Linked DNA regions of Mus musculus: regions 1, 2, 4, 5 and 6 are each linked to region 3. The links are chromatin contacts, called in public HiCAR-type and promoter capture Hi-C maps. All regions are on one chromosome and are shown on one strand. The core of a region is the stretch at or near the end of the contact, and the rest is flanking DNA. Distances in the headings are between cores, read along the strand shown.

Region 1 (4,937 bases), core at 1,849-4,348, 2.7 Mb after region 3:
AGGTGAATAAATTGAGCTATCTAGTTCTGAAATTTCAAAACTTGATTTTAGAAGAAAGTTCTTGAGTATCCAGCCTTGAATTAATTTTTAAGTTGGATTCTTTGTAGACCAAATTTCTCACCTGTGTTTCCTGTACTGTTAAATGCCAGGCTGGTGGGCAAGAACCCTGAGTTGGTCTGGCTTGAACATTTCCTGTATTTTTCCATAATTAGAGCAGTAGTTTTGTATTGTTCAGACACCATGCTTTGAAGAAAGAGTTCTCCATCTAAGCTTGAAAATCTAGAGTATAAAACAGCATGTTAAGATCTCATGTCCTGAGTAAACTAGTAATTCAGAATAGATGTGGAGGATATCTGTGTGCACTTCATTCAACAGGTTCAGAGAAGAAAATAGAAAGAGAAGCATTGTAATTAAGATGCTAATCTAGGGGCTGGAGAGGTGGCTCATCGGTTAAGAGCACTGACTGCTCTTCTAGAAAAGTCCAGAGATATGGTGGCTCATAGCCATCACCATCTGTTAATGGGATCTGATAACCTTTTGTGTATCTGAAGACAGCTACAGTGTACTCATATACATAAATAATTTTTTAAAAAAGATGGTAATCTAAGCTGGGCAGTGGTGGCTCACATCTTTAATCCCACCACTCCAGAGGCAGAGGCAGGCAGATCTCTGAGTTGGAGGCCAGCTTGGTTTACAGAGTGAGTTCCAGCACAGTCCAGGCTACACAGAGAAACCTTGTCTCTAAAAGCCAAAATCCCAAAACCAAACCAACCAACCAACAAAAATCTCTAAGAGTGTTTTAACTTATAATTAATTTTTTCATATATGTACAGATAAGTGAAAGTAAGAAAGAAAAGATAATGGTCCGTCTTCTCCAAAACATCCACAAGTGTTTAACAGATGTGATTATTGACTTAGTTCCCTAAATGGGTTATTTGAGTTGAGAGTGAGCCCTAAGAACCATTAGACAGGAGGCAGAGGGACATGAGTCACTATGGTAGTGTTAGTCACATAATAATAGAAACTTTAAGAAGAAGTGTCAGAGAGAGAGAGAGAGAGAGAGAGAGAGAGAGAGAGAGAGAGGGAGGGAGGGAGGGAGGGAGGGAGGGAGGGGAGGGGAGAGGAAGGAAATGCAATGCCTCTGGCTTTGACTGGACAGAGTGATGCTAGCAGCCAAATGACAAGTATAGTCTTTAGAAGGTGGAAGGAAACCCATACTCCTCTTGTATCTCCAAAGAAACCAGGCCTATTGCTGCCTTGATAGGAGCCCTTTAAAACATAGTCTGGATTTCTGGCTTCAAAAAAATGTGGTTTTTTTTTTTTTCGATGCTTTAAGTTACCAATTAGTTGGTGATCCAGCACAAATCATGTGCTTTTGTCTCTGTAAAGACCATTGCTGAGTAAACACTGATTTATATGTACAAGATCAAGGCATGCATCTTTTGATATGTAGAACACACACTTATTTTAAAATTTATATTTATTTATTCTTTTGTGTGTGTGTGTGTGGGGGGGGAAGGGGCAGAGTCTGTATAGCTTTTGCTCTCCTGGAACTCACTATATACAGACCACGATGACTTTGAACTTGCAGAGATCCACTTGCCTCTGCCTCCTGAGAGCAGGAATTAAAGTTGTACAGCATTGCATTCAGCACACCCTTTTTAAAAAAGGTAAACTGAACATGTAAGTGGTTTTCAGATTTTAATTCTGGGTGGGTGGGTGGTGGTGCACACCTTTAATTCCAGCACTCTGGAGGCAGAGTCATGGAGGCCAGCCTATTTTATAAAGTGACTTCCAGGACAGCCAGGACTATGCAGGGAAAACAGGTCTCAACTGAACCAAACCAAACAAAATAAAATTGAATTCTAGGAATCTGTCATTTAATATTGGAATCATTGTGAAGACGTGACAGCCAGCTCTAACCCCATGGCGTTGTTGTATTGCCTGTACAGGAAGAAACCGCTGTCTCTCAGTCTGTAATGACACTCTCCTAAGAGCGGTCAAGTCTGTCTAATGATTCATACCTGACTTCTTTGTAGTGACTCACAAATTTAACACAGTATCAGGCTCAAGGCTGTTGGCTTTTGCATTTTTATTTTTATTTTAGATAGAATTCTCTGTGTAACCCTGGCTGTCCTGGAACACCCCTGTAGACCTGGCTGGCTTTGAACTCTTTGATCTGCCTTCCTCTGCCATCCAAGTGCTGGAATTAAAGGCGTGTGCCCCACTGCCCAGCCAAAACTAAATGTATGTTAACACACACATAAGCACATGAATATACATACTCTAAGGAGAGGTAGCAGAGTGAAGAGGAGAGCACACAGATGCCATGGGCAGGATGCCTGTGGCTCCAGGGCTTTCCTTATCATTAACATGGGCAGTGGTGACACATGCCTTTAATCTCAGCACTTGGGAGGCAGAGGCAGGAGGATTTCTGAGTTCAAGGCCAGCCTGGTGTACAGAGTGAGCTCCAGGACAACCAGGTGATGCAGAGAAACCCTGTCTCAAAAAAAAAAAAAAACCAAAAAAACAAACAAACAAAAAAAGCTACAAGAAATGATGATGGAAAACATATTTTGAGAAAAAAAGGCTTATATCAAGTGCAGGAATCAAGTTGAAAGAAAGGAATATATAGTTTCATTAAATGTACTTTAATAGGTGCTAGGGAAGTTGATGCAAAAATCTCACTAATTATCAAGAGAGCAAAGGAATCTTTATGAAGCATTAACAACAACATATTAGGAGGCTTTCCAAGATCTTTTTCTTCTTTTTTTTTTTTTTTTTTTTTAAATTTGGTTTTTCTAGACAAGGTTTCTCTGTATAGCCCTGGCTGTCCTGGAACTCACTCTGTAGACCAGGCTGGCCTGGAACTCAGAAATCCGCTTGCCTCTGCCTCCCAAGTGCCGGGATTAAAGGCGTGTGCCACCACTGTGGTTTACTAGTCTTAGAAGCAGACGTCTCACATTGCTCTCGGTATCCTCATAAAATCTTCCTTAGCATCCCAGACATGGTAAAGAAGGTTGCCCTCTTCCAAAATGGCTGAAGCGCCCTCAGCCTCCGCAGAGAGCATGACCGGAAGTTGCGCAACCCATAAGGCTGAGCGGCTCTTACGGTGATAAGAGTTTCCGCCATTTTTGAAAACTGGGAAGCTCATTGCTGGAGTAGGAGCGGCCGTTGCGATGGCAGCGTTTGCGGTGGATCCCCAGGCGCCCACGTTGGGTGAGTGGACCGCGGCTTTCCCGGCGGCACAGCCAGCGCGCTGTTGACCCGGAGGTGTCACACGCCACGGAGGGAGCGGGGAGCGCTGTGGCCGGTGACATCTGGGCGGTGGTACCCGGGAACCCGGCACGGCGCCCGGCTGCACTGTGGTCACCTGCCCCGTACCCCGAAAGCATGCACGAGGATGGGCGGTGAGCCACTGGTCGCTGTAGTAACCGGTTGCCGCTGGGCCACCTAGGTTTCTAGGTCGGATCTTAATGTCACAAAAGAAATTTGTATATGAATGCATGACCCAGAACCAACCTGGCTCGCCCGGCTCCCCCGCCTTTTACTTTGGAACTTGACTCTATTGGACGACTGCTGATTCTAAAGAATTATCCCCATTATTTGTTGGGGAAACGTTCCGAATATGCCGTATTTGGAGAAAAAACAAACCAATTAACATGTTGATTCTCCACTCCCGCTGAGTTTTGTGAGTAGTGACAATGGTCATATTCTACAACAGAAAACAAACAAAACCTGTCTACAGTTTCCTAGACGTATCGTAGTATTATTAGTTTATAACTCTCTAAGCTTGGTAAAGAGAGTAAGCATTGTATTTATTGTGTAGAACTAACTTTGTAGATTCAAAAGGCATGTAATGCTTGCCACGTTTTGGGTAAAAAGTTGTTTTAAGAATAGAGTTGCAGCCGGGCAGTGGTGGCGCACGCCTTTAATCCCAGCACTTGGGAGGCAGAGGCAGGTGGGATTTCTGAGTTCGAGGACAGCCTGGTCTACAAAGTGAGTTTCAGGACAGCCAGGATTATACCGAGAAAACTTGTATTAAAACCAAACCAAAAAGGGAAAAAAGAATGACATAACTTGATTTTGTTTATCATAAAAACTGAACCAATAATGCTAATAATGTAGATACACTGTTGCATTAAAACTTGTTTTCTGATTTTTTTTTTCATATTATTTAGAGATCAGGGCAGTTCCAGTTTTTCTGTCCAACAGTGACATTTTGGAGAGCATATTTTCAGGTGTAAGAAATGTGAACACATTCTTGTATATTGCCTAGCTTAGGCTCTGACTTTGTCTGATATTAACTGTTCAGAGTCACATGTTGCACGTGTTTTAGGTGTCTGCTGGTCTGACATCCTCTTGGCACCTCACCCAGGCACTCCTCTCTGAGGAAGTCAGTGAAGGAATTAACATTTAGGGGCAGAGATTGAGAAGTGGAATTTCAGACGTGCAGGATGCAGCAATCATTAAGCCTTTATGTTTAGTCATGAAGGAATGGTTAGTGGCAGTCTGGCTTCCTACTTTATCACGGTGTATTTAGGTAGCTGAGTTTTTTCTTGACCTAATTAGATTGTTATATAATGTGCAAGTGTATGGATGTGTTGTGTGTCCTGGGACTGAATTTAGGCTTAATGGCAAGGACTTTGACCCATTGAACCATCTCACCACACCTTGATAACTCTTACAGTTGTCACAGTTTTCCTACCCCTCTTGTAGATGATAGTTGTGATGTTACCAAAACCTTTGTATTTTGTTACAGGTCTTTTCTAAATATCTATTTAGAATATGCTTTTGTTGAGACTTCTGGTTTGAGTTTAACTTACTTTTTTTTTTTTTTTTGAGACAGGGTTTCTCTGTATAGCCCTGGCTGTCCTGGAACTCACTCTGTAGACCAGGCTGGCCTCGAACTCAGAAATCCGCCTGCCTCTGCCTCC
Region 2 (4,632 bases), core at 78-2,577, 2.6 Mb after region 3:
AGAATCTTCAGGATACTCACAAGCAACCTATATCCTTTTGATATGGTCAAAAGTATATTTCACGATATATAGATAGATAGATAGATACACACACACACACACACACATATATAATTTTATAAACAAGATTATTAAAGAAAAGACACAGATACACAGAACCCCGCAAGGATGGACTGGTATAAAGTGTACCAAAAGGAAACTTTTTCTCTTTACCAAATTCAGTGAGGCTTAAAATAAATGGATTTGAGGTTGTTTCCCTCTAAGGTAAATTAATGGCAATCCTTTTCCACCTTTAGATCTACTTTTCTTCACTTCGATACAGCCTTCCACTCCCTAATCTGAAGACACTCAGATTTTCAATGGGTCCACTGTCTAGTTGCTCAAATCCTCGTACTATGTTGCGAAGGAGATAGCAACGGGAGCACACTCGGTCTTTATTTTATACAGCCATTGTACTTTAAGGAATGGTGCTTTGGTGCTAATCAGATAGGGTTGGGAAAACTAAAATGAGGAGGAGTAGGGAGTAAAGGTGGTTATTCCTGTTCTAGTGACTCACAGCCTACAAGTATTTCAGACGAAAACCGGTTCCACCCTCACTTCCCCCTCCGGTCCATCTTCAAAATGAAATTATCCCAAACGTCAACACGCTGTCGTGGGGGTGAGGGGCTTGATTCAGGGAACGAAAAATCAAGTGGCCAAGTGGGGACCAGAGGGTCGATCGCCGCATTCCCACACTCGCAAGCCAAGAACCCCGGGCCCGTTCGCCGCAGCCCGGGAAGGCCGCGCGCCCTCCTTTCCTCCCCGCAAACCAGAGCGCCGCGGCGGCCATGCGCGGCCCGGCCGGTTCCCGCCGCCGGGAGCCGGGAAATGGCTCCCGCCTGCCCGCCCCGCGGCTCACTCTAGGCCGCGGCGCATCCCGGAGGCCCCGCGCGAGCAGGCCGAGCTGGCGCCCGCGGCCTTTTCCCCCGCCGCACCCCGCCCGGCCTCGCCGGCCCGTGCGCACCTTCTTGATGTTGTAGAGGCGCGTGAGCATGCCGACGCCCCGGTCGTTGAGGATGGTGAGCTTCTCCGCCAGCTTCTGCTGACTGGGCTGCAGCACGGAGCGCGACATGGTGCGGCCGCCGCCGCCGCCACCGCCGCCGGGCGCGCTACTCCCCGGCTCGCCGCCTCCCTCAGGCCCGCCCGCCTGCCCGCCCGCGACCTCCGCCTCAGCGCGGCGCGCCCATGCCGTGCGCCCACCCGCGCCGTGACACAGCAGCCGCGGCGCTCGCTTCCGCCCGCCGCCCTTCCGCCTCCACCCGCGGCGCTCTCCGCCCCAGTACACCCCCCACTCCCGGGCCGCCTTTCCCGGCTCCTCCGCTAGGTGTGGCGGCGGCGGCGGCGGCTGAGAACGAGTCGGCTTCCCGCAGCCGGGACCGGCGCTCGGTCACCTGATCGGCCGCGCCGGCGCCCCCGCGAGGCCGCCGGGAGAACTGCGGCCGGAGCCCGGGGTCCGGAGCGCCCCGCCCCGCCTCCTCCGCTCCGGGGACCCCCAAGCCGCGGTCCTGGACTTCCCCCGAAGTTGTCCCCGCTCCCCACGCCCCAGGGCCCGCACCGCCGTGGGGACGGGGACGGTGTGTTTCGGGAGACTTTGGCCCCGAGAGGAGCCTGGCGGCTCCGAGCTTGTTTTCCTCCCACGCCTTGACAGACGCTCCAGGGAGAACGCGGCAGATGTGTGCTCCGCACGGCGGGCAGCGCCTCGCCACCTCCCGGTGCTCGCTCCCGCCTCCAGCTGGCTTCGGAGGAAGGAGGTCGGAAGTAAGGGCAGCTCGAGTTCCTTAGATTATTATGAAGGGACTTATCATGGACCAGCACCCATCCGGAGGAGACACGAATAGGCTCTGGCATGTGGTAAGCAAAATAAAAAAGCAAAATAAAAAACAAAACAAATTTTGTTCCGAGTAAGAGGGTTCGCTCCCAGCCTCCACCATAAATCCCAATCGTTTCTGGAATTCTACTTTTCCACCCCATCACCAACCAAATATTGTTTGTCATCATCTCACTCCGTGTCCACTCCTCATCACACAGGGTTTCAAACTGGAACAAATTGTGTCTCCATGTGAATGACTACAATGAAAACTTGCACTCCAGGGGACTTGGGATATTTGGGGCTTTACCTAATATAGTCTAATTGTGTATCGTATTCATGAATTTAAATCAATCAACCCACCACCTTCTATAACAAGGCATTCTGAAGTTAGTAAGAAAATGGATTCACAGGCGGACAGTGGTGTTGCACACCTTTAATCCCAGCACTTGGGAGGCAGAGACAGACAGATTTCTGAGTTCGAGGCCAGCCTGGTCTACAGAGTGAGTTCCAGGACAGCCAGGACTATACAGAGAAACCAGTATTGAAAAACCAAAAAAAAAAAAAAAAAAAAAAATGGATTCACCAAAGCAACTTTGTAGTGAAATGTAACAAATTGTTTCTAAGACATTTTAAAAAGCTACTGTAGCGCCTAGTCTTCCAGAACTCTACCAGAGAGTATACAGAATTCCTTAAGGGCTGTTTAATACTCCTGGTGAAGGCTGGGCATGGTGGCACATGCCTTTCTTCTCAGCACTTGGGAGGCAGAGGTAGGCCAGGACTATACAGAGAAACTCTGTCTCTAAAGACTTCTGACACTCAGGGGGCAGAGGTGGGCAGCCAGAGGTACACAGAAAAATCCTGTCTCAAAACAAAAAAAGTTCTAGTCCTGCCAAAAACATCTTAACATTTATCTGTCGGTGTGCAGTCTACATAGAGCTACATACCTTGAATGTATATTCTTTCTCTACCTCCACCCCCCCCTCCGTTCACGTCTCTCTCTTTTCATCTCAAAGACCATCTATTTAGCTCTATTGAGCTCTATTGAGCTATTTGTTCTGTTATTGACTAATTGAGGCATTTAACTTACTTGGTTTCTTGATAAGCTGGTAGTTAGCATTTAAGTTTACCGGAGGCTGGGGGCTGAAGTCTGAGACAATTAAGAGGACACTGAGAAGGAAACGCTGCTGTGAGGGATTGGGGACAGCCAGGTAAGAAAATGTACATGTGCTGGGTGGAACGAGCGGTGTGTGTGTCTTTAGGAAACCGGGATCATTTCTATCAAGACGGCGGACAACAGCATTTTTTAAAGATTTTATTTTATTTTATTTTATGTGTATTTTGACCTCCATGAATAAATGCACTGTGCTCAAGTCTGGTGTACCCAGAGGCCAGAATAGGCTGTCAGATGTAAAACAACTCTTACAGAACTTTTGTTTCTTTGTAGTTTGAGGTAGAAGAGGATGTTGTTTTGTTTTGTTGTCTTTTATAATGCCATCTCACTCTATAACTCAGGCTGGCCTTGAAGGCTTAGTTGTTGTTTTAGCTACTTTAATAGTGTGATTAAAATACTATAACCAAGGCAACATATGAAATAACTTATTTAATTGAGAACTCATATTCAGAGCATTAGAGTCCATGACCATTGTGAGGGATGTGGTGGCAGCAGGTAGGCAGGCCTGGTGCTGGAGCAATAACTGAGAGCTTACAACTTGATCTCCAAGTATGAAGCAGAAACCTAACTAGGCATGCCATGTGCTTTTGAAACCTCAAAGCCCATCCATACTTCTTCCAACAAGGCCACAGTTCCTAATCCTTCCCAAACAGTTCTACCAGCTGGGAATCAAGTGTTCGAACCTGAGCCTATGGGGATCTTTTGCATTCAAACCACCACAGTTCTCCTCTCCTGCTGAGATTATAGGCATGTAGAGCATGCCTGGCTTCCATATGAACTTGAATAGTTGCAACTGTTTATACCTTAGAGTAGCCAAGAGAAGAAATCTGTAGATAATGTGTTTGTTGGGGTTATTGTCATAGTCACTGTCCTATTACTGTGAAGACATGTGTCTACCATGACTAAAGCAGCTCATAAAAAAGAAAGCATTTAATTGGGGGCTCGCTGACAGTTTCAGAGGCTTAATCTGTTATCACCATGGAAGAAAGCATGACAGCAGGAAGCCTGGCATGTTGGTGCTAAAGACTACATCCTGATTCAAAGGCAAAGAGAGATTCTAGGCTTGGTATGGGCTTTTAAAACCTCAAAAGCCCACCCACAGTGACACAGTTCTTCCAAGAAGGCCACACCTCCTAATCCTTCTAATTCTTTCAAATAGTGCTACTCCCTGGTGACTAAACATTCAAATATATGAACCTGTACGGGGCCGTTCTTATTCAGACCACCACAGTTACTATTGCTATGATAAAACACCATAACCAAAGTAACTTGGGGAGGAAAGAGTTTATTGGATTTATACTTCCACATCACAGTTCATCATCAAAGTCAAGACAAGAACTCAAGGAGGGCAGGAACCTGGAGGTAGTAGCTGACACAGAGACCATGGAGGAGTGGTGCTTCCTTGCTTGCTCCTCGTGGTTTGCTCAGCCTATTTTCTTCCCCCTATCCTCATAAAATAGGGATTCTTTATGTAGCCCTGGCTGTCCTGGAACTCACTCTGTAGGCCAGCCCATACCAAGCCTAGAATCTCTCTCTGCCTTTGAATCAGGATGTATTCTTTAGCACCAACATGCCAGGCTTCCTGCTGTCATGCTTTCTTCCATGGTGATAT
Region 3 (4,682 bases), core at 942-3,441:
TTTCTTTCCTTTCTGTTCACTGGCATTTACTAACATGGCACGATAGGCAAAGGCTTGTTTGAATCCACTCCCCTGCCCATGTGTGCTATCTTTTTAAAAAAAACATTTTAAAAAATGTCTTCAAAGTTTGTGCTGAGGTAAGCATTCAACTGTCTTCTCCCATGTTTACTTGGGAGGTGTAAGAAAAAGTGTTAACAAGCCTGAGAGTTTTCTGAAATCCTTAGTGCTCCATCGGCCTCCCTTGCTCGTAATTGTAGGGAACCTCAAAGTTGGCTCAAGACACTCCAAGAGCGTGTTCTCTGCACAAAGGAGACTTATTTGCCCCAGAAGGACAAAGGGCAAGAAACAGGAGACAAAGACAGGACACTAGGATGAGGGAGAAGGGGAAGGGAACAAGGGAGAGGGTAAAGGGGTATTTGTCCCAAGGGAACAAAGGACTGTCTCTGGATAGAGAGAAGACATACATATAGGAAAATATTAGCGTAGCGGGTAGAGGGGTTAGGCTGAGGTATTTAATTTAAATTGGGCATGTCAATTAGTTGACCCCAGAGAGGTTTTGGATTGTTGGACTTCAATGCTTTGATAGCTGGATCTCTGCAGGTTAGATCAGGGAACAGATCTTGGGGGCTAGCTTGAGGAATGTGATCTAACGGTTTTTAACAAGACACGGGGACTTGGGAAGGAGAGCCTTGTCCACCACATTCAAGCTGGCTAGAGTTCCTGCAGTAATTTCAGACTTACAGAGAAAACAAGGGAAATCTGACAGAAAAACCCTCAAAGACATTAGTTCCAATCTGCTGTATTACCGATAATCACTTCTTTCTGGAACTGGTCTATTTCCAGACTGAGTCTGACTGGGCCAGTCATGAACAAGGTAGGACTCAACTAAAATAACCAGTCTAAACCCGGCTAGCCCACACCTTTAATCCCAGCACTCAGAAAGCAGAGGCAGGCAGAACTCTTTAAATTTGAGGTCAGCCTGCTCTAAGGAGTGAGTTCCAAGACAGTCAAGACTACACAGAGAACAGGAAAAATAAATAAACAAAAGGCAGTTTAAATACAGAGCACAATTAACAGAAAAGGTAGCTCATTTTCACATGTATGGATCTTTTTTGCCTTCATATACATATAGGGACAGTTCAAGTTGCTGGTGCAAGTGGCTATCAGCAAGCAGGTATCCAGTCCCCTGAATCTGATATTATAATTTGTTGTGATCCATCTTGTGGGTGCTTGGATCGAACCTAGATCCCTCTGAAAGAGTGCTTTTAACCACTGGGCAAACTCACCAACGGCTTGCCGGGGCTCAGTTACTGTTTCTATTAATACCTTTCCCCAAATTATTCTTCCGGGGGGCGGGGGGGCGAGTTAAGTGGCTACAATGTATCAAAAAAGTCTTGCATTTAGAGCAGGTCAAACAGCTGGCACAGTGCTGTTTGTACTGTAGGGCCTGCAGCTCGCTAGGGGCAGGAACTGCAAACCCATGTTTGGAAGTTGCAAATAGTAGAGGCTTTTAGAGTTAAGGTTAACTACGTATGCGACCTAAACACAGAAGATGCGAAACATGGATCACTAGGGCTAAACATGACAGGGGTTCAGTCAAGTCAATGAAAACGATCCATAAATGAAAATGTAATAGAATTGGCTACTGGGATAAGCTGGAATGAGGCAAACGCGTTACCAGAATTTATTAATGCCAGCCCCGGGACGCCGACTGGGGACGCGACCCAGGGTGCTCCCAGGAGAGGTGTTCACCGACAACCCAGACCAAGGCCCAGACACGCACGCCCCGCCGCCGGCGCTAGGCCCAGCCGGCTCACACGGCACCTCGCGGGCCGCCGGTGGAGACGGCGCAGCCACATGAGGAAAGCAAGGCCCACCGGGCAAGCGCCCACTCGCAAGTCCCTGCCCTCTCCACGCGACCTAGCAACCCGCCGCCCCCACTCTGGCTCCTAGTCTATCCCGAGTCTTCAGAGTTCCGTAATTACCTAAAGCTCCACCGCGCCGCCATCATACCGGAAGAGCGTCAGTTCCCTTTCCCGGGTGAAAGTAGCGCGAGAAATTAGTGAAAAACTGGTAGTGAATTGGCAGGTATGTGATACGATTAATGATAATGCGGTATAGTAACACCTTGAGTCAAAGCAATCCAGCTAGTAACACTGTCATTCCTTACAAAGAACACGAGAAAAGAACATGTGAGTCCGAGTGAACTACAAAGTCCAGCATGCTCTGGCAGCGCGGACGGAAATGAGTTGTAGTTGGACCGCAGTGCATGACGGGAATTGTAGTTCGTTCGGATAGGAGGTCACACTAGAGACACTTTTGAGAGCTAGGTTTTCGAGGCATGCTTCTTATTCTAACACTACTCATCTTCTAAAGCCATAAAAAGTAGCTCTTAGTAGACACCGTAGCTTTTCTTTCTTTTTTTTTTTTTTCAGTGTAAAAGCTTAACACTAAGATACATACTATGAAACTACCGCAGAGGCTTACTATATAATACCTTGCCTGAAAATAATAAAAAAAGTAGCGATCCCTTTCAGATTTTTGACAGAAGCTTTACCAAAAGTCTGTTTGGGAGAAGAGGGGAAAGTGACAAAATGTTTAGTATCTATTAAGTTCCAAGATTTTAAATTCAAGTGAATGGAAGACTATCTGATTATAAATGATATGTTGTAAGGACAGTGAGAAGTAAATTGGAGGCCCAACATGGTGGTGTCTGCCTTTACTCCAAATATTTTGGAGGCTGAGACTGGCACTGTGTGTTCCAAGACATCCAGAGCTACATAATGAGCCCCTGTCTTGAAAGAGAGAGAGAGAGAGAGAGAGAGAGAGAGAGAGAGAGAGAGGAAGGTGAAAAAAGAAAAGAAGCAAGTTGCCTGGCGTGGTGGCACATGCCTTTAATCCCAGCACTCTGGAGGCAGAGGCAGGTGGATTTCTGAGTTCGAGGCCAGCCTGGTCTACAAAGTGAGTTCCAGGACAGCCAGGGCTATACAGAGAAACCCTGTCTCCGAAAATAAATAAATTAATTAATTAATTAAAAAATTAAAAAAAAAAGAAGCAAGTTGTATTTATGATACTTTCAGGGTTGGAATGTGAAATCTGTAACGAGTTTAGAGCACTGGCCTCAATTATACTGTTTCCTTAGTCTTTGATTTTCAGTGTTACCAAAAGGTAAGTGTTAAAGAGCATGCTAATGTGATTGGAAAGCTCTTCCTAAAACAACATCATCTTTATATTTCAAAGTATTTTGTAAACCAGGCCTGGCTTCTCCAAGAATTTTGTTTATTTTTTAAACAGGGACAAGGTCTCACTATGTAGCCCTGGCTGGCCTGGAACTTACTATGTAGACCAGGCTGGTCTTGAACTCACAGAGATCTGCCTGGCTCTGCTTCCTAGGGGCTGGCATCAAATGCCTGGGGCAGTAAGCTCTGCTTCTTTATTATAATTTTAGGGTGATTGAGCTTTCAGCCTTTTCCTAGAGATAGTATGACTTTGTTAGCGTTTCTCCTGCTATAAAGTGACACCATGACTACAGCAATTGTTATATTCAAACAAACAAACAAATGAACAAACAAACAGCCAATCTAATTGGCTTACAACAGAGGTTTATTCCATTATTGTGATGGTGGAATTCATGGTGGGGAGTTTTATGGCATCTAAGTAGTAGGGGGGCTAGAGAAGGAGTTGAGAATTCTATATCTAGATCCACAGACAGCAGGAGAAGACGTTCAAACACTGGCCAGGCGTGGGCATCTGAGAAGCCCACCTCAGTGACACACTTCCTTCCACTGCACCAAGTCTACCTCAACAAAGCCACACCTCCTAATTCCTGTGAGTCTATGTGGGCCATTTTTATTCAAACCCCCACAGGGTGTAAACAAAATAAAAATCCTGGGCTAGGCACTTTAATCCCATAATTTAAGAGGCAGACCTGTGTTCAAGTGTTCAAGGCCAGCCTGATCTATATAGTCAGTTCTCAGCCAGCCAAGGCTACGTAGTGAGCTTTTAATACTAGTACTTGGGAAGCAGAGGCAGATAGCTCTCTAAGAGTTTGAGGCTAGCCTGGTATACAGAGTGAGTTTCAAGCCAGCCAAGGCTACATAGCAAGACCATGTCAAAAGCAGAAAGAAAACAAGGCAAATCAAACCAGCAACAACAATATCAATAAAGCAAAGGGAATAATAAAATTCTAGAGCTGGTCCTCACTGTGTATTAGAGTTTCTAAAAGAGCAGTTTTGATAGAATGAATATATAATAAGAGATGTATCAGGCTGGCTTAAAAGATGTGGTATGAATAATTATCTTAGTTAGGTTTTTATTGCTGTGAAGAGACACTGTGACCATGGCAACTCTTATGAAGGAAAAGATTTATTGGGGCTGGTTTACAGTTTCAGAAGTTTAGTCTGTTATCACAATGGACAGGAAAAATGGTGGCACTTGGGCAGACATGGTGCTAGAGAAGGAGTTGAGAGTTCTACATCTTGATCTGCAGGCACCAAGGAGATTATGTGCCACACTGGGCATAGCTTGAGCATAGGAGATGCCAACAATGACACACTTCCTCCAACTAGGTCATACTTCCTAATAGTGTCACTCCCTATGGACCAAGCATTGATTAGGTCTCTGTGGGCATACCTATTTAAAACACCAAAATAGTCCAAGGACAGCTGCCTCACAGTGGAAGG
Region 4 (4,806 bases), core at 374-2,873, 2.7 Mb after region 3:
ATGTGTGCCACCACTGCCCAGCTTATTTCTCTTTTTAATGTGATGCTGATACATTATTAATTATTAATCAGCATTAATCAGAGTTAATTATTACTGTATTTAATCCATGCAGCACCCAGTTCAATTAATATTTGTTAATACAGTTACTGTAATTTTGAGGGCAGTGCAGCATTCCATAGTAAAGAAACCATGTTTCTCCAGTTGTAAACTATATATATAGTTTGTGGTAAAGTAAAATGACATAATGTCTAAAGTATTGTTATATGCCGAGTGCATATCATTAAGTATGTGAAATTTGTTAGTAGAGTGCTGGGTATATAGTTAAGTGCTCATTGTTAGATACATGGATTGATTTATAGTTAGAGCTGTTTCTGAGGAGCCTGTGGTCAACTAAATGAAGCAAACAATTTACAGTTCACTTTGGAATCCCCAGTAGATATTGTGGGCAGATAACTCCATTTGAAGGAGAAAAACTTTGGCTCATATCTCAGGTGTCCATAACAAAAACTACAAACTGTGTAGCTTAAGCAAGAAAAATTTACTTCTTGTGGTTTGGAGGCCTAGAAGTCCAAAATCAAGGTGCTGGCCTAAGCAAGGCTCCTGGTGTGTTTGTTCCTCTTCCTTGACACCCACTTCTCCCAACATCCTTCCTTAATCTTGCTTCATCTAGTACAGTTTTCATGAAGCCATTAACCTTGTCGTATGTCTTAATATAATACTAATTATTTCCCAGAGGTCCTCGCTCCAAATATTTGAACACTTGGACTCATAATTCCAACTCATTTTGAAGGGGCACAAAAATTCAGCCCATAAACTTTGTTTCGAAAGCAACAAAATGTTTGTATGCAGTGCTGAAGAATACATTTTTCTAAATCTTAACGTTATGCACTGTACTTAAATGATCTTAAAATTCCATTTTATTAAGGGTTAATAAGGAAAATTTCAGTTGAAATCTTGCAGTCCCCGTTTGCAAAAAGCAATCGTCTTTTGTAAGCAGAATCGTCATTCTATTCATCTGTTTGGTAAATGTTTATGCTTTTCCCAACTACGTATAGACTTATTACCATTTACTCTGTATAAGGCGTTGAAAAGAAGGAATACACATATATTTTAACCCTTGCTAGTCTGTAGAAACATATACTTAAAACAACTTTTTAATGTAGATTCTATTCAGTTGGAGCCTCACTAGCAGACTCAGTGGTTCTATCTAGTCAATGTTTCTTCTAGAACTAACGGCAGAGAAAAAAGTGAAGGCAGAGGAAACGAGGGGCAGCCCCTGGGGCCTTAGGCTTTTGTGAGTGAGCCACAGGAGACTCACACTGGGGTGGGAAAAGGCCGTGAGGTCAGCTGCTGTCATCTCCGTAACCAGTCTAACACTTCCAGAAAAAACGAGACATCAGCTCTCTCCAAATGAGTCTTAGCAATGAATATTCCCCCACCCCCACTCCCGCTCCCCGGGTCCAAAACTAAGCTAAGATTAAAAAACCAAGAGTGAAGGAAGACACGCCCAGATAAAAAAGCATCTGAATAGATCCGGAAGACCCCCAACTTCCGTCAGATGAGAAACGGCATCCAATCGGCGCCCGTTTCTTAGCAGCCAATCAGCTCTCACCTTACAACGGTGCTCGGGAAGCAGGCCTGGGCTGTGCTCTTCTCTGGAAGGGGTGAGGTTGTCACTGCAGGGGCCAGCTCCAGTAAGTGGCTAGTGACTGACTAGCAGTGCAGTGCCTTTTTTGTTTTGTTTTTTATTTCTTTTTTCTTGAGCTTGCTGCTTTTCCTTCTCCGCTCATGTAATGCACTCCCTGAACCAAGAAATCAAAGCATTCTCCCGGGATAATCTCAGGAAGCAGTGCACCAGGGTGACCACGCTAACTGGAAAGAAACTTATAGAAACCTGGGAAGATGCCACAGTTCATGTTGTGGAGACAGAGCCCAGCGGTGGGGGTGGTTGTGGCTATGTGCAGGACCTTACCTTGGACCTGCAAGTTGGCGTTATTAAGCCCTGGTTGCTTCTGGGTGAGTAGACTGACTCGCCACTTCCTTGTGGAGTCCTAGGCTGGGTTCCTTTGCCATCAGCTTCCCCTATGCACACTAATTCCCTATGCACAATAATATCAGCTATCCTGATGTACAGTTGAAATGTTTACTTTTTTAGGTTAGGAACAAAATAGGGACGTGTCTGCCCGCACAACCTTCTTCTGAAAACATAGTAGCACTTTGACACCTGATGATTGAGTTTTAGAAGAAATGTTCCTCTGTTTTTCTAACTTTCTTTAAAAGATAATGGGATGTTGTATTTTCTTGTATTATAGAAAAGACTATATCCTTTAAAAAAAATGCAAAAAGCAAGTGGCTCCTTGGCTGTTGAAGGGATGTTGAGGGCACACGTCCTTCCTGTGGCTGCATCTGCTCGTGGTGCCTGTCTTTGGGTGTTAAACACAGGGCTTCTGCTTCATAGCTATGAACCCGATGGTCTTATTTCTTGTGCTATGGAAATACTGAGTTCGTATACAAGCATCGCCCACAGATAACAAAAGAAACAAGCTTGTAAGAGAACTCACTTGTTACCTTGTTGATCTGGGATGGTGTTCTGTAGAAACCAGCCTGTTCCATAAGTCTGCATTGGTGTGCATTTATGAATGAGAAATTAACACTTGGACACAGAACCAGGAGTTAGACACACCCACAATATGAACTATACACAGCATATAATTGTTTTAAAGATCTTCAAATAGGGATTATCTTTATATTACAAACAGGAATTGGCATTAATATTGGTTAAGTAATTTGCACAGGCAATAGATTCAGTAAATAGCAGAGATGTCCAAGGGGATTAGGTCTAAGTCTGACTGACTCTTGCACACCATCATAGTACTATGTTGTTTAAGGCTGGACTTACATTAGGTGTTCCAATTCATTTATCCTCTCAAAACTGCAAAAACCCATCTGCTTACATTATTTTTTAGTTTGTTTATTTTGTGTGCATGTGTGCATAAGTGTATGCGCGTGTAGTGTGTGTGTGCATGGCACTACACCTCCCCAGCTCCTGTCTGCTTTCACTGAAGGGACATCCTATAAGGTTGTTTTGGCATTGTGATTTTTTTTTTTCTTTTGGCAAAACTCAAGTCCCACCATGTATCCTAAGAACTGTCACATACATTTTCTCTAGATTGACTCAATGAATAGGACCAGATAAAATTTGCAGTTTAGAGAAAAGAAAAATACCATCTTCTAACCAATGAAAAGCAGAAAGTGAAGTGACTTTTGGCTGAGCTGGCTAGTTCAGATCTTATGTCTTCATCTAAGAATGAGATTATTTATATTCATACTTTGCAACCCCCCCAAGCGTTTTCTGACCTCCACAATTGATCACCAACTCTATCTCTGTCTGTCCTTTGTCTGTCTTTCTCTCTCCCTCTCACCCCCTCTTTGTCTTTCTCTCTCTTATGTACACAATAAACAGAAAAAAAAGTAAGTGAATAAATTAGCAAATACTTTTAAAAAAAAAGAATCTTAATTGGCTGCAATTAGAGCTGTCTCAGAAGCTGAGAGAGGATAGTAACTAGTTCAAGGCCTGCCTGGGCTCCAGAGTGAGGTCGGATTGAGCAACATAGTGAGAGTCAGTGATAGAGTACTTGCTTCAACGCCACAAGCACACCTAATACACAGCATTTATGTTTATATCAATATTGTCTTAATTTGGAAGTCACTTAGAAAGTAAAGCAACTATAGTCGACCTGACCTGTCTGCTTCAGATATGGAGAGAGAGAGAGACAGAGACAGAGACAGAGACAGAGACAGAGACAGGGACACAGAGAGAGAATTACCAAGGCAGTCAGTGTAGGGTGAAAAGGGAAATAATTTCATTTAAGTTATGTTACAATTTTTTATTATTTTAAAATAGAAACAGAATAGAATAATTAGTTTAAAGATATATTAACTACTAAACTAAAATTAATGTATCTGAACCTGTTTACCCATCCCAACACAGTTAAAACCGAGAATCACCTTTTTAGTCATGAAGTATTTCCAATTGATAAAAGTCACAGGATGGTGAGAGAACAGAGTTTCTGTACCCACCACACATATTTACCAAATGCTCATATTTTGGAAGTCCAGCTTCCAAGTAGACAGAAGCAGAACACACATTCTGCTGACCAGGTTTAGTAAGGAGCCTCTCAGCTTGGAATCACTGTGTGCTTGTGACCTCTTGGTTATCATGTGAGAGAAGCTGGCTGATTCCTAGATATGGAAGGGGATGGAAAAGAGCATTGTTTATGGAAATGGAGCCACAGAAAAGTAAAATTCTCGAAATCCTTTATTGCGAATGTCCTATTTGATCATTTGGGAAACCTGCTATACTCTGTCATTCATTCTTTGCTTTTTTTATTTGTTTGTTTGTTTGCTTTTTGTTTTTGTTTTTTGAGACAGGGTTTCTCTGTATAGCCCTGGCTGTCCTGGAACTCACTTTGTAGACCAGGCTGGCCTCGAACTCAGAAATCCACCTGCCTCTGCCTCCCAACCAAGTGCTGGGATTAAAGGCGTGCACCACCACCGCCCAGCTAATTGTTTGCTTATTAACTAGAGCCAGTCTCCAAATGTGGGAGAGTAGAGAACCATTTTCAATAGAAAGAGCCGGTGAAAGGCACAGCACTAGCGGCACACAGTGTGTGGGTGGGAGCCCATGAACCTCAAAGCTACTGAGTGTTCCCTCTCCTGCTGCCCTGAACTCTGTGGGTGTCTGATTTCCTTAATACCCTTTTTCTTTTTCTTTTATAAAAGAAAGGGCTATTTATTGTAACCCTG
Region 5 (4,361 bases), core at 1,261-3,760, 2.5 Mb after region 3:
TTAGTTAGTACAAGATCTCAGAGTTCCCTTTGACCCAATAGTGAAAAGAATGTATTTATTTCAGATTGTCTTATAAAACTAGCTTTTGATTCATCATTGATATTAAGAAGACAGTACCTATATTCGTGGTGATTTGCTAAGGAAATTGACCATGAGAAAGATGTGAGATCTTTCTGTTCAGTCTTGGTTTTCAACTATTCCTGCCTTTCCTTTTACCCTCTCTTAGTTAATGAGCATAATTTTTCTGAATCGGCCCTGTTGATTAATTAACTATGGACTGAGGACATGAGCCTAGTTTGAGCCAACTGAGAAACAGAACGAAATGAACAGAGATGGACCAACCAAGTGAAGCACACTTAACAGCAGTTGATCCTGGGAGAGACTGAAAGATGATGGATGGTTTGTTTGTTCAAGCGTTCTCTTTAAAGAACATGAAGGATAAAATCCAAGTCTTGGGTTACCTAGTAGGGAAATGATGAGTTTACTGAAAATATTCCACTTTGAACTGGATTGAGTTGGGGGTCAGGGGGTAAGGGTGGTCTTGAAGTTATGAATGTCACAATTAGACCAAACATCGGTGAGAAAACAGCTGTGATTAAACCCATTAAACGTAGAGCTAAAATACAGTTCGGTAGTGGAAAAGGGGGTGAACGTGTGGGTCATGTATACACACACAGTATGGGTGGAATAACCGGCAAGATTGAAAGCAAAGTTATATAAGGCTATGAAGATGACATGGCCCAAATATAACTCCACTCACCCATATGCTATATACAAAATTACTTGAAGGCACGTGGGCATGTGAAAAGGGCCTGCTATTTTCGGTTCCCCAGCTATCTGACTGAAGTGAGCAACCGAAGTTAATTAGCAGGGCATAGCAATAATGTCCCATAGCTGTTTCATTCTGGATTGGAATCACCATCTATTTTGTCAAGAGAAGGGGAAATCTGTTGAAAGGCGATGGCAACCGACGAAATTGAGCTCTGAGCAGGCACATGTCACTAAGAGATTTCTGTATTAGCAGTTTATTTAGACTAAATTAGCACTTTTCATGATTAGAAGAAAATAGGGTTTTTTGTTTTTCTGATGTCTCCATACAATTGTAAGCCGTGAAAACACTAACGATCGAGATTGCAAAAGAATGCACCAAGAAACAGAAGAAACTCCAATGTCGTTAAGAGTAAAGCAGCTAAGCCCCACACGCAAAGAGTGGGAAGGGAAGGGGCGCTTTGGAGGTTGGGTGTGAAGTGTAGGGAACGGATGGATCGCTCAGATCACTTGTTGGAAGAGACTGCGTTTGTCTGGGAGAATGATAAAAGTGAATTTTGTTTTGTTTTGTTTTGCTTTTAAGTAAAAGAATAGGATTCAGTAGAGGAGTGTGCTTAAGGGGAAAGGTAAGGGCTCAGCGCAGAAAGCAAGCTAGCCGATAAAGACAAATAACTAACTTCTCAGAGGTCGGGCAAAGTTCAGGACTCACCCGCTCCGTCCGCGGTGACGATGGCCTCAGGAGAGATGCACACGCCGCGGTCGTACACCGGCAGCTCGTCGCAGGCCAAGCTTTCCGGCCACGAGTGGCGGTACTTGATGAGAATGGGCTCGCAGCCCTGTCGGGCGCGCTCACACACAGACTTGCAGGGCTTGATGGGCTCGTGCTGGAAGTCGATGGTGCAAATGGGTGCGTACATTGCACAGAGGAAGAAGAGAAGATCCGGGCTGCAGTGGGTGCCCAGCAGCCCTTCGAACTGTTCCATGGCCAGGATGGCGTTAGCCTGGGTGCTGTGGTGCAGGTGGTTGGGCATCTTGGTCATGTTCCAGGGAAGGGACTTGCACAGCGGGATGCGGACAGGCTCACAGGCTGCAGCCTGAGCTCCGGGCACCTGGAGCAGGCAGAGAGCAGCCAGGACTAGCAACCCGGCCCATCCTAGCAGCATCCGTCCCGGGCCGCAGCAGACCATGGTCCCAGCAGGATGGGGCAGGGCGCAGCCGAGCGACGGACGCGGGAGACACTTTCGTTCCGAAGTCTCCCCCTGCGGTTCCGAGGGGTGATCCCAACGACCTGGGGAGCTGCCCCCACCCCTGGGACAATCACAGTTCTCTTGGATCCAAGTGCTCCCAGGTCCGGTCCACTAGCTTGGCGGAGCCCGGTGCCTCGCTGCGCCGGCTGCTCTTCCCAAGCGTCTAAGCCTCTAGGCGAGGCAGCATCTATTTATTCCTCTCGCTCTGGCAGAGACATCAGCCTTAGCACATCAATCAGATGAGGGGGCAGAAGAGGAAGCCAGAGAGAAATAAAAACAAAAGTCAAATTCAGTTAAGGGACTCGGAGTTCTGGGGTGTTGCAAAAAGGTGTTGGAAGAAGCGATAAATTCTGCAAAGTGAGATGGATAGGGGACCTCCGAGGGAGGAGATTTGGTGGGGGTGGGAGGACTAATGGGAGCGGAGGTGGGAGTTTGCCAAGTCCTGCAGGGTCGGGAAGATCCTGCGAGCGGCCAGAGGAGCTCAGAGGAGGTCAGCGCCTTGGCTCGCAGCTGCGCCTTCCCACCTCGGCCGACAAGAGCTCCGCCCCGCGGTCCCCTGCCCTCCGGCTCCTCCTTCCGAGAAGGCTTTGAGTTTTCAGGGGACTGGAGTGTGAGACCCTGTCTATCTGTGATGCTGTAGCCCCAGGCAGCTCCCGACAGGAGCCGCACACCTTTCCCCACTCCACCCCCGGCTCTGGATCCATAGACGAACCCTTGGTCCCCACGGGAGAAACGGTCTCAACGCACCACAGAGATGCGCACCCCTGTATCCCGCCCCGCGAGCCCACACCGTCCCTCGTTGCCCGCAGCTCTTTCCTCACAGCAAACCCGAGCGCACCTCCGCCTGCAGAAAGTCAGACAGGAAGGCGCGAGCAAAGTCACTTTAAATGTCATGTCGCAGAGATAGCAGCCTCCTAAGAGCAATGGCAGGACTAATGACTTCGGGGGGTCTGTGATTGGAATAACCGTGGAGAAATTGACCCTCACAAAGGGAAAGAAATCGCAAGAGAACAAATAGACCCACAGAAACGTGGAAATGGTGTGATTCCTCCCTTCCCTCCTTCTTTTTTTTTCTTTCCTTCCCTTCCTCCCTCCCTCCCTGCTTCCTTCCGGGTTTTTCTTTGCCCTGTAGAATTCGAACTTTTGAGTTTTTCTTTTTTAAAACCGAAGCGTGGAGCCCACTTTAAAGCACTTGGATTCCGCCCCCCACCCCCAGAGTGTTCTTACTGAAAATTGCATTTATTATCTAACTCTTCCCACGGGCGGTTTCTTCTAACAGGGGAAATAAACGTGCAAGCAAAATACCCCACACAGGTAATGATAATAGTAAACAGGAGAACGGTTCCCATCCAGATGAGTTCAATACAGAGGAGAAAATAGAAAACAGATCCCTCCCAGGCTACGCCTCCCAGAAGTCTCCTGTTTCCACCCCGGCTGCCCCCTGGCTTTAAGAGCATTGTACGTGGGAAGTCCTGCCGAGGCCCAACCACTGAGCCCCTTCAGAGGAAAACCATTGAGCAGAGGGATTGCAGTGTCAGAAGACAGCGGGAGCACAGAGGCAAAACCTACAACAAAGCCGGACGTCACTAGAGCAGCCCTGATTTACCCAGCCTTCCGCACCGCCCACCCCCCTGCTGTCAATACTAGGCAGATAAAGTCTGTCTCTACTTCCCAGAGCACACAGTAGGATACGGCTTTAATCCCCTGCGCTGGCTCAATGGCACTTAGGGAATGTCAGTGGCTGACTTGAGTTTATGGAATTTTTATCTCTAAAATGATCATTACCAGCGGTTTGTGACTTCAATGTTTTCGGAAGGAAGTGTGTCTACTTCATAGGAAATCAACAACAGATGGTGGCTAGGGAGCCATTTAATTAATAAATAAACTCTGGCTGATGTACAATTATTTGGTGTCATATAAGAAAAGAAAGCCAAACATTATATAAATTAATTCAATGAAAAATGGCAAAGCACACACACACACATGCACACAAACACACAAACACAAATACTGAAAGGGAGATTTATAAACAGTCACTAAAAGAATATTTAGAAGCTTTATTAGGTAAAAGAAATAGGGATCTGTAAAAAATTCGAAGGTGAACGATGAACTCAAGAGGTTGTTAAACATATTTTGTGTTCATCTCACATTTTTTAGGAAGAAAGGAGTAGAGTGTTTGATGGTCGCATTGCCACAGGTATGAATGAACTTTGCTTCAGAGATAGATACCCACTTACCACCAAATCCTCTCACAAGCTCTCCCCTTCCACCAACCTCCCAACTTCCCCCTCTCTGTTGTTTTGCTTAGTTTTGTTTTTCTTTTTGTTTTTGAAATAGCATCTCACT
Region 6 (5,109 bases), core at 1,324-3,823, 2.0 Mb before region 3:
ATTAGTGTTTATTAAGTGAATTTACTGAATCTTGAAAACTAGCAAAACCAATTATTACCTAAGAAATTTAATCTGTACAAATTATTATATCTGTATTGGAAAACTGTCAAACACTCTAAATTCTCTATAAAATCATGGGGAGTTGTGCAAAGAGAAAACACAGTCGTTGGAGTGATTACAAGAAGACGTTATGGACGACTAAGTTCTGAACTTAGTGTCTGGTCCCTGGATAACATAATAGCAAAGGTTGTCCAAGATACATCAAAACCAAACAAAAATGGAGAAAACATGATAGAAACAACATCTTTCTCAGTTTTAAAAGTTCCAAAGTACTTTCTAGGGCCTGGGTTCTTACACAATCTCACTTGACAGGATTTAAAAGTGCAGGTTATATCGAATAGTGCTTTTGTTACACTAAAGTGTACAAAGTCTCACAAGTAGCAAATACAAATAGCAAAAGCTAGATACAGGAAAAACTGAAAATGTACATAGAAAGTCATCATGATACAAATTGTCAGCGGTAATTACACATTCCATCCAATTATCTCATAAATCAGAGCCCTCAACTTTCTTGATTCATATGTGACTGTATTCTTCCCAGTGTGCATTCTTTCTTCCTCCAAGGGCTGTTCTATAACAGCTGGAATGTTTCTACCATAAAGTTCACAGTGCTCTAGAAACTGCACACATTCTTGAATGACACTGTCCCTTAGCATAATTGTGTGCTTTGACATGTTCTCTAGTAAGGACAGGAAACATCTCTTGGCATAATACCATGTATCGGTGCCTAGCTTTTTATGGTAAGGCTCCAGGCTTTTGATAACCCGAGAGATGCCAAAGTCATAGTTTCCTTTGGCACAATACAGAGTTCCTATCACCAAATTCACAATGCAAAGGTGGTAGATTTTCTTGTCTGGGTCACCATAAGAGAGTTGTTCCTCCTCCTTCTCAATCTTCCTCATGAGCTCCTCAGCTTCCTCATTTTGACTTGTCATGATATAGGAAACACAGAGGTTGGCTAACACAATAGCACTGACACTCAGGATGTTATCATAATTCTTCTTGACAATGGGCTCATAGAAACCAATGGCCTCTTTGTACTTGTTCTCCTGCATGAAGAGGACATGGGCCACATTCAGCTTCCACACATCATGGTCATTACAGAATTCCACAGATTTGCGGAAGATCTTCTCCACCATTGGGTAATTCTCAAAGTTCCAGTAGATTTTTGCCTGGGCCATCAGTACAGGAATATACTTCTCAAGAGTTTCATCATATTCATTCACAGCCTTTTTGGCAGATTCATCATCTCTACTATGCCTTGAATCCTGTACTTGTATGGTGAGTTTCCGGAGCTGCTCAGTCAGCATGCCAGCCAACCCATCAAGTTTAATGAAAGCCTCTTCAGGAGCTGTCTGGCAAGTGATCATGGCATCCAAGAAGTCATAGAGATAGGGTGTGAGGAACTTGTAAGTCAAGTGGGCATTTTCTGCCAGGACATCAGCTGCCAGGTCAAAATACTCATATTTACAGTAGAGCAGCAGCAGGTTGCCAAAGGTCTCTGGGGGGAAGGGGTTCTGCTGGAGCAGAAACTGGAGCTTTTCAAAGCCCTCTGTGGGCTTGGCATCCATGTTCATCAGAGCCTGGTTGTGGAGGGTTACGGGGTCCAGCTCTTCCTCTGCTCTGGGTGGCATGTCAGTGAGGGCTTCCTGGGCTGCCTCGTAGTTTCTCAGCTGGTACTCTATGGCTGCCTTGAGGTTGAAGGCTTCGACCAGAGCAGTCTGGTGAAGGACTATAGTGTTGCCAACACTGCGAACATCAATGCCCTCCGTGGTCATGCCCACACCGAGTTCTGGGTGTTGACGGATGCCACGCTCAATGATGTCAGCGATATGCTTCAGAGCAGGCGCGTACTGCCGACTGCTGTAATAGGCCAAAGCCAAGTTGTAGGAAAGGTCAGGCTGGTAGCCAGAAGCCTGCAGGGCCGCTAAGAACTTGGAACAGGCAGCTTCATAGTGTCCCTCTTTGTAGAGCAGACAACCTAGGTTGATCTGACCATCATAATCACTCTCCCCTCCACTGTCCTCTACACCTTCCCCACTCAGCAGCTGCTCCACCAGGCTCCTGGCTCCTGGGAGGTCACCTTCACTGTACTTGATAGCAGCCTGGAGACGAAGGACTCGAGTCTGATAGGCGGGGTTGTCCAGGAGGAAGGCGACCCTGGTGGCCTCTGGATACAGGCAGGCCTTGTACAGTGCCTGGGCCTGGTACAGGCGGTACTGCTCGAGTTCCGGGTGCATCTGGCTCAGCTGCTCATAGCACTCTGCAGCGAGCTCGAACTCCTGCAGGCGGTAGTAGCAGTAGGCCAGCAGCGACAGCCCTGCGCGGCTGCGGGAGCTCCTCTGCAGCTCTGCGCTCAGCAGCTGCACCGCCTCTGAGTAGCGGGAGTCGCGGATGAGCCTGTACACCACTGCTGTGAACTCACCGTCGGGGATCTGTGAGCTGCTCAGCCCTGCCATATTCACCTAGCTTGTTTTGCATCCTGGTTTCCAAGGCAATAGGCCAACCGGAAACGGAAGCTGTTCAGCGGCAAGTATCCAACGGAAGTGTCTTGTGGATAAAAGCGAATCACCGACACGTTTCTATCAATTTCTGGATATGTTTTTAAACACTCTAGACTGTGGGGAAGCAATTGGGCTTGGTCTGGAAAATTTTCTAGGTAGTTCAGAGAGGGATATTCCACGTCCCGGCCTACATCGCTTCCGTTATCGCCCTGCATCCTGGGAAATGTAGTTTTTCCTCTTTGACGTTTTACAGTAATTGGAGTCTCTGCCTTTTCTCTGGGATCGGGATCTTGTTTCTATTGCTTTGATTGCTTCTTTGTTGGCACTGAAGTAAAGTTTTCTTGTGAAGGTCCCCCGGGATGCAGAAAATTCGCTGTTCTTTGAGGGTTCGAGTTGCTTGGCAATGGTGACGAAATGGGAATGAGGGCCGTCTCTGGACTTCAGGAATTCTAGTATATTCTTGCCAGCTGCTCTGACGCCCACTTTTTGAGAACGTTGTTAAGCAAGGGCCGGCAGTCCGTATTTTATTCTGTATCAAGAGGTGACGAGAGGGGGAAGGAGAGTCTGAATTGTAACTGGTGCTGTTTTAGATTTAAGTACCATTCGCCCTCTGTTTCGTAAATGACCGCTGTTATGAACGTAAATTGGTGCTTGAATTGATGAAGCACACGGCTTTGGTCTTTTCCTTCTTCAAGGAGAAGCCACAAAACTAACATTTTCCCCCTTTCCTATATGCTATTTTTCTCACCCTCTAAGCTCTACCAAACACTACCGTGAGTTTGTTCAAGACGTAATCAGCCTGTGCTTCTCGTGCCTCTGATCTTGTTTTCACGTATGAATCAGCTAGTTAATACATAAATGCTTCGCCAACTCCTTTCCCATACCCAGACTCTTAATTCGAAGCTCTTCAGGCAGTTACTATCTCTCCTTTCCCCCCTGTATGTAGAATGAGTCTCTAGGTTCTGTGTTATTGTTTTGGGGAGGTTATTCTGTATAAATTCAATTTTATTCTAGTATGACAGAGCAGTAAAAAACTACCGACTTATAAGCCGATATTGAATCACTGTTGAAAACCATGTACATAGATTTGACTGACCCTAATGTGTGGGGACATAAATATAATGCTTAGTTAAGCATTTGAGAAGTAACCAAGATAGCAGAATATTAATGTGTTCTTTCCAAATGAAGTAGTGACAAATTGTATGATTTTTCAATAACAAGGCTGTACTTTTAGAGCACGGATCATTTGACGTGGCTCTGGGAGGCACCTGGGAGACTGTTACCTTTTATAGTTTTCCACGATCTCCTCTAGCTACACCCAAGGCAAACAGACCACATGAAGGCATATCTTTGCTTTGTAATTAAGAACTTCAACATGAGGGCATTATATTTTTCTCTTTAATAGAATTGCTACCCATGAATCTTTTTTACCATCAACATATTGCAGCTCATCAACATATTGCAGCCAATATTCACCATATTTCATAGCACGCTGTTAGGCTTCTCACAAACTGCTCATAACTTTACTGAAATCTGTGTGCTGCAGATGAAGACTTTGTGCTTCAGGACAATTAAGTAACCTGCTAAAACCCACATAGGAAAGGGAATGAGCCATGTTATCTTAAAAGTTAAACTCAGAAGAATTAGTGATTAGGAGTTAATTCATATATGAACTCATATTATAGGAAATATTAGAGACTTGCTTTGTAAAGTTTTTTGTTGTTGTTGTTGTTGTTAAAAAATCAAAACAAACAAAACCCAACCAGTCTCATTTGGGTCATAGAAATCTGACCTTTGTGGCTTGCATTGTAACAATGAAAAAGTGTTAGGAAGGAATTACTGGCAAGTAGCCTAGGTTCCAGACACCTGTTACTTCTAGGAAAAGATCCCAGCAGACATTTAAATGCTACAATAGAAACAATATCATTCCTCATATATTCTGCTCAGTAGAACCTGGACAAGATAATTCTGTTTGAATGCCAAGGAAGTGAGAGACTCTACCCCACACTAAATGTAGCTCAGGATCAACAGAGGAAGCTACTGAGGAAAGCAAGTGAAACCACGTCAAGATGTTTGCCCAAGCAAACCTCTGCTGTAGCCCTTTACAGTCCTCAGTGTGGGGTTGAATGTAGGCTGAAGGATGTTATATAACATTGCTCAGTAGTCAGGGATGAGGAGGTCTCCCCCACGCTGGCCGGGTTGACTGTTTTTCTTTGAAAACAATATTCAAAGACTTAATGTTTTAAAGTCTTTACATGTTGTATTAGTCAGGGTTCTCTAGAGTCACAGAACTTATGGACAGTCTCTAGATAGTAAAGGAATTTATTGATGACTTACAGTCGGCAGCCCAATTCCCAACAATGGTTCAGTCGCAGCTGTGAATGGAAGTCCAAGGATCTAGCAGTTACTCAGTCTCACGTAGCAAGCAGGCGAAGGAGCAGGAGCAAGAGCTAGACTCCCTTCTTCCAATGTCCTTATATTGTCTCCAGCAGAAGGTGTAGCTCAGATTAAAGGTGTGTTCCACCACACCTTTAATCCCAGATGA

The links. Promoter capture Hi-C pulls out the DNA fragments that hold promoters and counts their contacts. HiCAR-type assays count read pairs that join an accessible place to other places. Capture Hi-C pulls out chosen DNA fragments and counts their contacts.
Region 1: a promoter capture Hi-C map of adipose tissue shows a contact between it and region 3, with 9 times the contacts expected there. The contact joins the promoter of Nup35 here to the promoter of Cwc22 in region 3. A contact is called at or near these places in 5 of 39 promoter capture datasets (the 3T3-L1 cell line, the C10 cell line, embryonic stem cells and 2 more), 8 of 484 Hi-C or Micro-C datasets (CD4 T cells, CD8 T cells, hematopoietic stem and progenitor cells and 4 more), 4 of 115 datasets of contacts at active chromatin or transcription factors (astrocytes, cardiomyocytes, embryonic stem cells and 1 more) and 2 of 9 other capture datasets (adipose tissue and liver).
Region 2: a promoter capture Hi-C map of liver shows a contact between it and region 3, with 11 times the contacts expected there. The contact joins the promoter of Nckap1 here to the promoter of Cwc22 in region 3. A contact is called at or near these places in 9 of 39 promoter capture datasets (the 3T3-L1 cell line, 3T3-L1-derived adipocytes, the C10 cell line and 4 more) and 3 of 115 datasets of contacts at active chromatin or transcription factors (astrocytes, bone marrow-derived dendritic cells and thymic regulatory T cells).
Region 4: a promoter capture Hi-C map of pre-B cells shows a contact between it and region 3, with 17 times the contacts expected there. The contact joins the promoter of Dusp19 here to the promoter of Cwc22 in region 3. A contact is called at or near these places in 12 of 39 promoter capture datasets (3T3-L1-derived adipocytes, the C10 cell line, the HPC-7 cell line and 8 more), 1 of 484 Hi-C or Micro-C datasets (B cells), 2 of 115 datasets of contacts at active chromatin or transcription factors (astrocytes and pro-B cells) and 3 of 9 other capture datasets (adipose tissue, liver and macrophages).
Region 5: a HiCAR-type map of astrocytes shows a contact between it and region 3, with 5 times the contacts expected there. The contact joins the promoter of Frzb here to the promoter of Cwc22 in region 3. A contact is called at or near these places in 1 of 39 promoter capture datasets (cranial neural crest) and 2 of 115 datasets of contacts at active chromatin or transcription factors (astrocytes and embryonic forebrain).
Region 6: a contact with region 3 is called in a promoter capture Hi-C map of pre-B cells, with 4 times the contacts expected there. The contact joins the promoter of Ttc30b here to the promoter of Cwc22 in region 3. A contact is called at or near these places in 2 of 39 promoter capture datasets (liver and pre-B cells).

What each region holds. Positions count from the first base shown.
Region 1 is chr2:80,635,714-80,640,650 of GRCm38.p6, forward strand. Nup35 (nucleoporin 35) reads left to right here and starts at 3,099. Exons shown (of 9, transcript NM_027091.4): 1 at 3,099-3,219. The coding sequence starts at 3,180.
Region 2 is chr2:80,579,855-80,584,486 of GRCm38.p6, forward strand. It overlaps Nckap1 (NCK-associated protein 1), which reads right to left and starts at 1,328. Exons shown (of 31, transcript NM_016965.3): 1 at 1,004-1,328. The coding sequence starts at 1,111. It also overlaps the pseudogene Gm13688.
Region 3 is chr2:77,944,165-77,948,846 of GRCm38.p6, forward strand. Cwc22 (CWC22 spliceosome-associated protein) reads right to left here and starts at 2,192. Exons shown (of 20, transcript NM_001362658.1): 1 at 1,986-2,192.
Region 4 is chr2:80,615,591-80,620,396 of GRCm38.p6, forward strand. Dusp19 (dual specificity phosphatase 19) reads left to right here and starts at 1,624. Exons shown (of 4, transcript NM_024438.4): 1 at 1,624-2,016. The coding sequence starts at 1,794.
Region 5 is chr2:80,444,886-80,449,246 of GRCm38.p6, forward strand. Frzb (frizzled-related protein) reads right to left here and starts at 2,511. Exons shown (of 6, transcript NM_011356.4): 1 at 1,478-2,511. The coding sequence starts at 1,955.
Region 6 is chr2:75,935,889-75,940,997 of GRCm38.p6, forward strand. It overlaps Ttc30b (tetratricopeptide repeat domain 30B), which reads right to left and starts at 2,574. Exons shown (of 1, transcript NM_028235.1): 1 at 1-2,574. The coding sequence starts at 2,519. The coding sequence ends at 525.